Regions from separate parts of the Mus musculus genome. Here regions 2, 3 and 4 are each linked to region 1. A link is a contact called in public Hi-C and promoter capture Hi-C data. All regions are on one chromosome and are shown on one strand. Each heading gives the region's core, a stretch centred on a gene start, on an enhancer-like site or on the middle of the called end of the contact. The rest is flanking DNA. Distances are from core to core; before and after follow the strand shown.

Region 1 (2,711 bases), core at 135-2,634:
ACATCTTGTGCATAGGAAAAGTAACTTGCCTTCACAACCATTTCTTCTTATTAATTCATTTAATAACCACTCAAGAGTGCCTGCCCAGCCATTATATTATGAAGACAGACTAGGGTATCACATGGTAGGTGGGCCTTATTTAGTTGGAGGCCTACAAAGTTCTACAGATGCTTTCAAAAGCAGGAGAGATTTAATTTGATAGTTGGAGATGAGCTGGTTGGATCAATGACTTGGTGAAGAGTTAAAGCATTCAGGACTATGTGTTCTGAGGCCGCTCCCTGCACTAAATGGGAATGTTGAAAATGACAAGATTGGAATAGAAAGGTTTTGGAAGTCAGGCTAACCTTTTATTAAATTTGTATTTTTTTGTGGTGGAGATCCAATACAGACCCTTAGCCTTGTCTATGCTAAGCAACCACAGATCTACAGCTTCTTTGTACTAATAAATTTTTCTTTTACTCTAAGGACAATGGAAGCATTAGATAATCATTATCAATGAACCATAGACAGAGACAGGAGTCTAATATTGGGGCTCAGGAGTAATTTTATCAAAGAATTTTCATTCTTGAGTGGACTACAAGGCTCAGTAGGAAATTGTCTTTTCTGCTAAGCTTGTGACTTGAGGTCCACCCCCAGAACCACATAGTAGAAGAATAGGTCTGCAGGTTGCACAGTAAGGCATGTTTATACCACGTCCACAATCATTGAGTGCATGTGAAAATGAAGTATTTTCACTTGGCTTGGTAGCACACATCTTTAAAAGCTTGGGAGGCAGAGGAATCTAGATGGGTCTCTGAGTTCTGGGCCAGGCATGGATTACAAAATGAGAGACTCTGACAAAAGAAAAATTCAACCAAGTATTTGTTTTAGACTTTAAAAGTATATTAAATGATGTGTCATTAAGAATAGGAACAGAGTTGTAAAGAAACTAAAATAAATTGGAAACACAGTAGTTATGTAACATGTAACATTTGGAACCCTTAGTAAACAAGGCTAGCCTAGAGAGTGGAGACTGAGGGCAAGCGCTTTAAACATTCCTAACAACTCTTCAGTTTTCTGGCATCTTTATAACTAGATAGTGGTTTCTTCAAGCATACTGAGAAGATGGGCAGCAGTGGAAGTTTCATCATGTACGTCAAGTACATTACGAATATAGATAAAAGTAGCATGCAAATAACAAGATTCTGTTGATTTCCTTAGAAACGTGCCAGGACTTTGCTTGAGAACGCATCTGAAACCACCGAAAGGTTTTAGGGAACTCCCAAACTAGACCTCCTCGTGGCTTGTCAGCGCATTCCCTCCGCACCGCTAGGGGGCGAGAGTCCGAAAGCCTGCCTACCCACGCAGCCGGGCCGCTCTTGGCGACGCGGTCTCGGTGACGACACTTCCGTCGGGCTTGCCGGGAGTCGCGCGCTGCTGCATCCACGGAGGCGGTGGGCTCGGGCAGTCATGGAGCACTCGGGAACCAGCGAAGGTGGGTGTGGGTTAGGCGGGCCAGCCGGGGTGGAGGGCCGTGCTGGGCACTGGAGCGCCGGGCTGACGGCCGGTCTGTCCTTTGTTTCTTGCTCCAGTGACAGGCGCAGACACGGCGGGACCCGACCCTCAGCTGGCGGTCACCATGGGCTTCACAGGATTCGGTGAGTGACTGCCCGGGGCAGAGCCCAGCCCGACTTCGCCCGGGGCTTGCGAGTAAAGGGTAGGAGAGCTGCCACTTTTGACCGGCGCCTTCCGCCGTGCCAAATCCGAATCGGTCCCATTTAAACTGTTGAGACCAGTTCAGGTGACAGTTGGAAACCTTGACGGAAAGGGATTACTATGGTGACCCAGTCTGAGAAAGACATTTAGTGGCGACCATTAAATAACATTTTGGTGGATATAGCGTTTCTTCCTCTTCAGTCTTAATGTATACCCTGGTCTTGTCACATTATTAGGTGATTTAAAAGAAAAAACAGTCTCAAAAGACATAATCATCTGTTAATAGTATCAGTGCTAGAAAAATCAAATGGAAATTGACCTGTAATTTGTTTTGGGAACAAATGTCTCTCTGATGTACCTAGTTCTCATTCATTCATTGTTTCATTTATTCATCTACTTAGCTTCTTCTAGGTAATTAGTCGATAAAAGGGTAGTTACAGTATTTACTTTTTTTCTTTCTTTTCTCCCTTCTTTTCTTCTTTTTCCTTCCCTCTTCCACCTCCTCTTTTCCTCTTCTTCCTATTCATTCTCCTCTTTTGTTTGTTTGTTTGTTTTTTGTTTTTTTCTAGACAGGTTTTGTGTGTGTGTGTGTGTGTGTGTGTGTGTTTGTGTAACAGTCCTGGCTGTCCTGGATATCACCCTGTAGACCAGGCTGGCATCGAACCCGTAAAGATCTGCTTGCTTCGGTCTCCCGGTTGCCTGGATTAAAGGCTTGAGCTACCACCACCCGGTGGATTTATTTTTTTAAAAGATAAATGTATATATAGTTATATTTCTGAGCGGTTGTTTTGCCTCTATGTCTGTGCACCATTTGCCTGCAGTACCTATGGGGGCCAGAAGAGGTCACTGGGTCCCATGGAACTAGAGTTACAGATGGTTGTGAGCCACCTTGTGGGCCCTGGGAACTAAACATGTCCTTTGCAAGAGCAACAAGTGTTCTTAACTTGTGAATCATCTCTCCAACTCCTGTTTTTGACTTCAGAAAATTAGGAGAATCACGAAGAAAAGGAAGTCAA
Region 2 (2,700 bases), core at 21-2,520, 3.3 Mb before region 1:
CAACATTTTTTTTCAGGATTGTTTTAGCCATCGTGATTTTGTGGTGTGTGTGTGTGTGTGTGTGTGTGTGTGTGTATCTAAAACTTAACATTCTACGTTCTGTAAAGAATTGTGTTGGAAGTTTGGTGGCAATTGCTTTGACTTTGTAGATTGCCTGTGGTAGAATGGTAGAATGGCCATTTTTACTGTATTTATCTATGAACATGGGGGGATTTTTATGTTTTCTGAAATTTTCTCAATTTCTTTCTTCATTGTCTTAAAGTTTTTCTTGTACAATCTTTCACTTGTCTTGTTTGAGTTACTCCAAGATAGTTCATGTTTTTTGAGGCCGTTGTGAAATGTATTGTTTCCCTGGACAATATGTTCCTTGGAAATGGGAACCTGCTCCTTGAAGAGTCACCCAGGAGGCATTTGTCACATTCAAGTGGATCTCAGCGAGTTCCAGGACAGCCGGGCTATACATACAGTGAGACCCTGTCTCAATTCTACTCGGCTGGTGTGTGTGTGTGTGTGTAGGTTGGTGGTGGTGTGGACATTGGGTGGACATGGTTGCAAACGCCTGTAATCCTCTAATTTGGGTGGCTATTGCAGAAGGCTCCCAGATTAGCCAGATCTAAATTGCAAGTTCGAGGCTATCCCTGGCTGCACAGTGAAGCAAAGAAAAAACACAGAACAACCCAAAAACTGGCAGCTGCTATTAGGATAAGCAGGCCAACTAGAACTTTCTGCTAAGCATTTTGCTTAAGTAGTAAAAATCTAATCTCGAGCTCCCGTGATATCAATGACTTTTGTGTGGAGTTTATTCCTTCAAGTAAAAAGTTAATTTTATCTCTGTGCCGTCTATGGGAAAACTCCGTGAGACACTGAGAAAGCTTTGATCAATGGCGCTTGTCCCTCAAACAGCAAATCGGTCCTATTCTCATGAGGAAGGCTGAGTCATCGCTTCAGATTATCAGCCAACGTTCCAGGTAGAGCGCATCTGAGATAAACCAGAGCGCCAGAGACCATATCCAGCAATTCCGGGAAACTCAGTCCAAGCAGCTCAAGTTCACTACGGTGGCCGCTAAGGCCATGCAAGCTACAGTCAGAAGGGGAAGAGTGCGCTTGCGCGCCTCACTACACAGTCTGGAACTAATGGGATTTCTTGAAGGGTTCGTCATTCTCGGCTATTCTATTGGCCAAGGAAAGGGAGGACCCGCCTCTCCGCGTAGCCCATTGGCCTCGTGTCCAGGTAGGGCGGGGCCAGGAGTCCCGTTGCATCAGCTGGTTAGCTGGTTCCGCCTGTGGCCACGTGGCGCACGCGCAGTGCGGAATTGTAGGTCTACACCGCCGGCTTGGGGTCTTCTCTGCGGTGCAGCTCACGGGTTTTGTCTCTCTGTGGTCCTTCCATGTCGCAGGAGAAGGCTAGCAGCCCTTCGGGGAAGATGGACGGCGAGAAGCCGGTGAGCAGGCGCCGTGGGGTGCAGAGAGCGGATGTGTTCTGGGAGCCGGCACTGCCCGGCGGGGCAGGAGTGGAAAGTAGCAGGGAGCAGTCGGTATTGGGGGCCCTGGGTAATAAGTTAGGAACTCTTGCTGGCAGGGTCTGGGGGGTGGGGGGGCATCTTCATCCTAGAGATCTGTGAATTGAGACTGAGTGGTTTGCTCAGATAGTAAGCATTTGGGGCTTAGACTCCCGCGCTTGTATTTTTTCACTAAAATAAGCGGGAAGAACATTTGAAGAACTTTTTAAAATCCTAAACTGCGTGGAGCAAAAAGCTCTAGTTAGGAAGGAAAAGCCAGTCCCCGCGATCAGATCCAGTTTGCCCAAGATTGGGTGCTAAATAAGGCTGGATGCCCCCATTGACAGACTGTTTTGAAATTAAAGCCTCTGTCTGCCAGGTGCTGGAAGCGACCTAAATAACTTCACACACATCCCCTTTAAACTTTGCTTTGGGCTGTCACCCACTGGTTAGGAACAGCATTTGTACACTGGCGTGTTTTCTGCCCCACCCCTCTTTTACAGCCAACTGTGCCTGTGTCCCCTGTGTATTTATTTGCCCTGGCACTTAGTCAGGCAGTCCAGGTGGCTACACAAGTTAAGATCGATTCCTGACTTTGGGGGCTCCCCAAATGTGCAGGACTGGAAAATCGTACTTCTCTGATTAGCTTGGTTGAGTTATAGAGAAGCACAGTCAGACTGTTTTATTGGGTTTGGAAAAATGAGGTCAGGTAAATCAGGCAGGGCAGGGCTGTCCAGGTTCAGGGGATGAATTGTGCCCCGGCTGTACAGGGAGAGACGGGAGGGAAGTGCAGCGATTGAGGCTATCAGTATTCTCTACGTGCAGGAGTTTTGTAGGGAGGTGCTATGTATGTATTGTATTGTCAAAAAGTGACATGGCATGGGGGTTTAAGGAACATTGGAAAGGGGTGAGGCCATATGACAGATTGTCTAGGTAACCATTGCTGACGGTTGCTAGGGTCTTCATCAAGAGGAGTTTCCATCCTGATAGGGCAAATCACTAAAATGCTTGTGTATGCGCTTTAAGCTACAGATTTAAGGCGATGAATGACAGGTATACATGGATAGATTTTGTTCCTATTTCCTTATGTTTTTAAGGTGTTTTATGGTTTTATAACTTGGTTACCCCTTTGCCTCCTTCCCTGCTGTCTTTTTTTAAATATTTTTTTTATTTAGATTTATTTATTTATCATATGTAAGTG
Region 3 (2,700 bases), core at 1-2,500, 4.1 Mb before region 1:
CGAGGCCAGACTGCTCTACATAGTGAGTTCCAGCACAGCCAGGCTACATAATCGAGAGACAAACAAACAAAATTGCAAAAGCAGGGAAAAAAAAAACCGCACACAACTTTCACAAATCGAAAATGAGAAGGAGTCTACTAAAAGGTAAGGAACGACTGCTCCAGAAGTCTTCAACATGCTCTAGTTCTGATCTCTTCAATGTCCTCCTCATTCACGGAACTCCAGAACTGGCAGCCTTCCCTGGGGCCGTCCAGGACTCCTTACCTAGACCTAACGTCCTCTAACGTCCTGACTGAAATACCACCTTTGCAAGAATGAAAGGATTCCTTGTCCCCACCATCTTCTAAGTACTATACAATTAATAATCGCATATCGTTGACTGTTTGTTTCTTTTTACATAAGCTCCCAAGGAGCTCGATCTTTGTTCTGTTCACTGATACTTAGCACAAGCTTTCCAGGATCGTACCTGGCACACAGTAGGAGCGCAGAAAGTATTTCCCGAGTGAATGCACTTCTCGACTAGAATTGCAGTTTGGAAGGGGGGAGATGAAATGGGAAGAAGCGGGAGGAGGATGCTCTGGGCAGACACCGAAAGAGGCCAAGGCCGACCCACATACAGCAGCGCGGACGCAAAGCAGTGCACCACCCGCGACAGAGACGAACTCTCAGGACTCGCGGAGAAAAGTCCCGGGCAGAGCACACACACCGGGCTGCGGGCTGCCGGGGGAACCCCGTCGGGTTCCCGACCACGCAAGCTTTCTCTTCCCTTCCCGGATACCTGGGGCGCCGGAGCCGCCGGACCTCCCGGGCTCCGGCTCCCGCCCACAGGCGCGGTGGCGAGCGACAGGGCCCTGCCCCAGCACCTGCCCGGCCTGCCGCAGGGGTCCGGGCCGCGGCCAGCCCGGGAGGCCCCAGAGCGCCCCGCCCGGCACCCCGGCAGGAAGCGCCCCTGCCCCGGCCGCTCCACCCGCCGCCGCGCTCGCCCGGCGCACTCTCACCTCAGGGCGTACGTACGACACGAAGGAGGGCTTGGGCGCCTTGGTGCCGCCGCCACCGCCGACTCCCCCTTTCCCCAGCATCCCGCCGCCTTGCGAAGCAACGAAGCCGAAGCGCGGCGACAGCAGAGGCGGCGGCTCCGGCTCAGGTTCCGGCAGCGGCGGCGGCCACCAGCACCAGCGGCCGGGGCTCCGCCCATCCCTAGGGCCGCGGCGGCGGCAGCAGTACCGCCCGCATCCGGCTCCGCCGCTGACACCGTTCGCTCCGCCCAGGCCACGCGCCCCGCCTAGCGACCGTGGGACACGCCCACCGCCGCTCGCTCTGCTCCGGCTGAGGTCCCGCCCACAGCATGGGACTGGCCACGCCCACCCCTTGTTGGCCGAGGTATTTGCTCTAGCCAATGCGGAGAGCGTTCTCTCCGGGCTTCCCCACGATTGGCTAGCGAGAATGTCGCCATTTGCCCAATGGTCCTGCCGTCGCTAAGTTGTTGCGGGCAAGTCGTTCTACCCATTTTGCTTCTTTTACTGGCCAGCAGCTTTGAAATTCAGCTTGCTGAACAGAATGCCTCCGCAGAAGCTTCAAAACCACACCGACGACGTTCAGACTTTAGACGAATGAAGAGAGACAGAGCGGATAGGAACTGACTAAAGTGACGTAAAATGTTGTGTTCAACTTCAAACTTCTTTTGTTTGTCGCTTGGTTTCTAACTGGTAAGATATCAAAAGCCCTTAAGACTTATCTGCTCTCCCAAGTTATCGACAAACCTCTCATATTAAGCCAAGATAGCAAATAAAACACACACACACACACACACACACACACACACACTATTCATTTCTATTCATTTGAATTCCACCTTTGGGGCACTTGCCTCGCGTGAGCAAGACCAAATTGAATTCTCCCTGTGGAGCATTGTGTTAGAAGAATAAGATACGATGCAGCTCACCCGAAGTTGTTCCATCTACTGTGAAAAGCCAATAAACATTTGCAGTTAATTTTTCAAGTGTCAGGCACCTTGCTATGCCTTAGTCTGACCAACTGCACCACCCCCTTGTATTTCTTTTAAAATTCCCAACTAAGTACTACAAGTGACACGGAAGGGTGGTTAGTGCACACCTGCTATTCCAGCACCTGGAAGGCCAGACAGAAAGATAGTGAATTTGTGGCCAGCTCGGACTACTTAGGAAGTCCCCAGGCAACCTAGATCACAAATAAGACCTTCCTCTCAAAACCTAGCAATTAACTGTGCTTTTCCACGTTGGTTCCCAGGAAGGAGAGGTGACCTCTCTGATTCCGATATGCCAGACAGATTCTGTTGCTTTTGTTTCCAGGATCTGACCCAACCCATAAACAGAAATGCTGGCTTTTGATAGAAATTCACCAAGCAAATGTCCCTTTCTGCCGGCCGTCAAGCTAACGTTAAGTGTTACTAGATCACCCTGATCTTTAACATCTGCTGAAGGTCAAGCCCTGTTGTAATACGACTCTGAAAACTTGACACTGTCTCTGGGTCTGTACACTTCCCAGGAATGGGAGCCAACAAAAGAAACGTTTTAAATACCAAAAAACCAGCTGGTTTGCCACCCTCTTCTGATTGTGTCCGTCCCCCTCCCCCATGTGATACTGTGAGGAAGAAGTGGACTTGGAGATTATTGAGCCTTGAAGGAATGCCCTTATGAGATCAGAGGGTTCTGGCTAACCCTC
Region 4 (2,745 bases), core at 28-2,527, 3.9 Mb before region 1:
CAAAACTAGCCAGTACACCCTTGTTTAGAGCTTCATACACAAAGACTCCTCTCTCACTTTATTTTGATGACGGTGTTGCTCTAGTTGGACTCCCGCATTCAGTAGGGATGCGCTGGGGCACTTCCCTACTACCCTTAGTAGGTAGTAGTTCCATTCAATACAAGGTTTGAATCACTTATTAATTTTTGCAGCTGTTAAATGTGAAGACAACGATCATTTCAACTCTTGAACCTGTTAGGATGATCACTATCTGTCAAATGCTGTATGTAAACCTTTGTGATGAACAGAACTCTGTTTGTTGTTGGCTACAGGAGGAAACCATCCAGTACACATTCTAAGCCACCTGCTTGTGGTTATTTGTGATGGTGGAGTGGATTTCCTCCGCGAGACTTTGGATCCGTGTTTAGACAAAGGTATGGCGATTCAGTATGCCTCCCGGTTTCTGTCTCCAGTACTTAGCTCCTGTATTCTAGGCTGGTAGTGAGGCGGAACACCAAGTCCATGGTAACCTGCAGAGGAGGATGCTGCGGAAAGGGAACACAAAAGGGGCCAGGGAAAAATGTAGCCCCCAAAGGACACATCCTTACTTTTCACCACCTCGTAATAATGCTGTCATATTATGACTATCAGAGCATTAATTCACTGATTAAGGCACAGCTCTCAGGATCCAGGCTCTTCTGAAAAGGTCATCAGTTGAAAACCAGATCCCCAATGAATGAGCCCACAGGGAGATTTTATATTCAAACCACAATTACTTTGGAGCCCCAGAACTCCATTTTAAGAATAAAGGTTTCGTGGCTAAGGACATTTGTAAGATTTCTTTGACTTTCTGAATTAAATAGTGCGCCTCGCAGGCTTGCTTCCTTTGGATTTTAGCAGCATGAGTCAGATCTTAAAGGTAGAAACGGAAAATCATCTGTAGGCAAGTGGGTCAGCACATTGTTTTTTCTCAGAGTAGCTCCCATCATTTCAGTACAGCATTTATAGAGCGGTACCATATACAAGCTATTTGCAAGCGCAAAGCTCCGTGGATCTTGTCATTTATGTTTCATTGACATCTCATTCTCCTTCAGATCAGGCCCAAGCTGCGTGGCATCTCACTGTGGTGCCATCTCCCTCTTTCAGGAGCATTTACTTCAGTATCTGTGGCGGCCCCTTTAAGGCCCTGGAAAGGGCCGGCTGGCGGTTGGGCGGCGAGGCCACGCCCCCTTCACGTGGCCTTCGTGCCATTGGGCGGAGCCAGGGCCTCTAAGCTGCCGTCATTTCCGGCTCTCTGTCAGTCCGGAGTAGGCGAGCGAGCGAGGCAGAGGTTTTTGGTCGGCCGGAGCGGAGCGTGAGTGCGTGGGACCCCGGGCCCATTCCTCGGGGCTGCGGCCAGGCCGACCCCAGGCTACCGCGGCCCCCTTCGCTCTCCTTGCCGGTGGGGAGAAAAACGGCAGCTCGGGGGAAGGGCCTCCGCTCTTGCCCGCGTCCCCGCGGGGCCTCGTGTGGCGGCCGCTCTGGGGAGCCGAGCCGAGGCGGTGGGCGCGGGCAGGCAGGCGAACGGCGGGTGATGGCCGCGCGCCCCTCGGACTGGGTGATGGGGCTCCGGGCGGAGGCGCTAGCGGTCTGCCCTGAGGCTGCGCTCGCCCACCCCTGTCCGGACCACCGTGCTCGGGAAGCCATCCCTTCCCCACCCTCGGGGGACGCTGGCCCCGCGGGGTCGAGGGGCGGGGGGCGCGCTCGGCAAACATGGCTGGGCTCCGGGGCGAGGAGAAAATGGCGCTGGCGCAAGGCCCTCCTCTTGTGCACGCTCTCGACGCCCCACGCCCCCTTCCTGAGGCCGGCAGTAGCCCCAGCCCTCGCCTCGGGGCTTTCGGGAGCTTCCTGGCCGCGACCCCCACGGTGCCACGCGCCGGCTCGCCCTCGAGAGCCTCGCACTCTGGGATGTTTTCAGTATTCCCCAGCCCCGGGCACCGACTGGTCGGTCTATAAACTACGGTCACCCCTTTTAGTTACCTTTTGCTCGAATTACGAAGCCCCCCGCCCCCCGGCCTCCAAGAAACCACCCCAGTAAAGCCTCATTAAAGTTAAAAGTCCAAGTGTAGGGAACGGGGCTGGCTTTAGTTCCCAGTAACAAACATTGTTTTCTTATTGGGTAGATTTAGGTTAGATAATGACGTGGTTCTTTGAAGTAATTTTAGTTCCCCAGACAGCTTTTCGTAATGGGAGATAGATATGGCTGGCTGTTTGCAAGCGAAAGATTTGTTTATGTGCAATTCCCTCTCAAAAAACAGGCTTTGTGTAGTTGTGTGACCGAGCTAGCTTGGGAAACTTGATTTTGGAGGTCGGGTTGTGAAATGGAGCAGTAAGAGGAAAAGCGAAGGGACTGGTTAGGAGCCTTCTCCCTCCTGAGTTTAGGTATTACCTCTAACGGACTGGCCAGTTGTGTAGAGTCGTGGGCAGGATTTGGGTAGCTCACTTTTGCCTTGACCTCCTATTTTGCACATTGAATGCCAGTTTGGTCTTTAGAGAGCTGGGTTATAATTTTTTTGATGTAGGAGGTAGGAATTGATGTATCTTTCTTGAGCATTTACAGAATCTTGTGTTTTTTAGGACCTTTAAGCCATGTAGAAGTTAGTAAGTTTATTTAGATGGAGAGAGCAGAAGATAGTTTGGTAAATAGCTTTTGCTACCTGGTTTTACCATTTGGTGTAAGTATCTTGAAAAGTAGTTAGGACCTGCCTAAGGACTTCTTGAAATGTG

The links. Promoter capture Hi-C pulls out the DNA fragments that hold promoters and counts their contacts. A called contact is a pair of places that touch in the nucleus more often than the background predicts.
Region 2: a contact with region 1 is called in a Hi-C map of pre-B cells, with 4 times the contacts expected there. The contact joins the promoter of Tars here to the promoter of Wdr70 in region 1. A contact is called at or near these places in 1 of 39 promoter capture datasets (pre-B cells) and 3 of 484 Hi-C or Micro-C datasets (B cells, CD4 T cells and pre-B cells).
Region 3: a contact with region 1 is called in a promoter capture Hi-C map of pre-B cells. The contact joins the promoter of Mtmr12 here to the promoter of Wdr70 in region 1. A contact is called at or near these places in 1 of 39 promoter capture datasets (pre-B cells) and 2 of 484 Hi-C or Micro-C datasets (B cells and CD8 T cells).
Region 4: a promoter capture Hi-C map of pre-B cells shows a contact between it and region 1. The contact joins the promoter of Sub1 here to the promoter of Wdr70 in region 1. A contact is called at or near these places in 1 of 39 promoter capture datasets (pre-B cells) and 1 of 484 Hi-C or Micro-C datasets (B cells).

The regions. Positions count from the first base shown.
Region 1 is chr15:8,097,882-8,100,592 of GRCm38.p6, reverse strand. Wdr70 (WD repeat domain 70) reads left to right here and starts at 1,384. Exons shown (of 18, transcript NM_001081402.1): 1 at 1,384-1,474; 2 at 1,572-1,637. The coding sequence starts at 1,450.
Region 2 is chr15:11,398,228-11,400,927 of GRCm38.p6, reverse strand. It overlaps Tars (threonyl-tRNA synthetase), which reads left to right and starts at 1,270. Exons shown (of 19, transcript NM_033074.3): 1 at 1,270-1,442. The coding sequence starts at 1,389.
Region 3 is chr15:12,203,578-12,206,277 of GRCm38.p6, reverse strand. Mtmr12 (myotubularin related protein 12) reads right to left here and starts at 1,250. Exons shown (of 16, transcript NM_172958.4): 1 at 999-1,250. The coding sequence starts at 1,079.
Region 4 is chr15:11,994,539-11,997,283 of GRCm38.p6, reverse strand. It overlaps Sub1 (SUB1 homolog, transcriptional regulator), which reads left to right and starts at 1,277. Exons shown (of 5, transcript NM_011294.3): 1 at 1,277-1,333.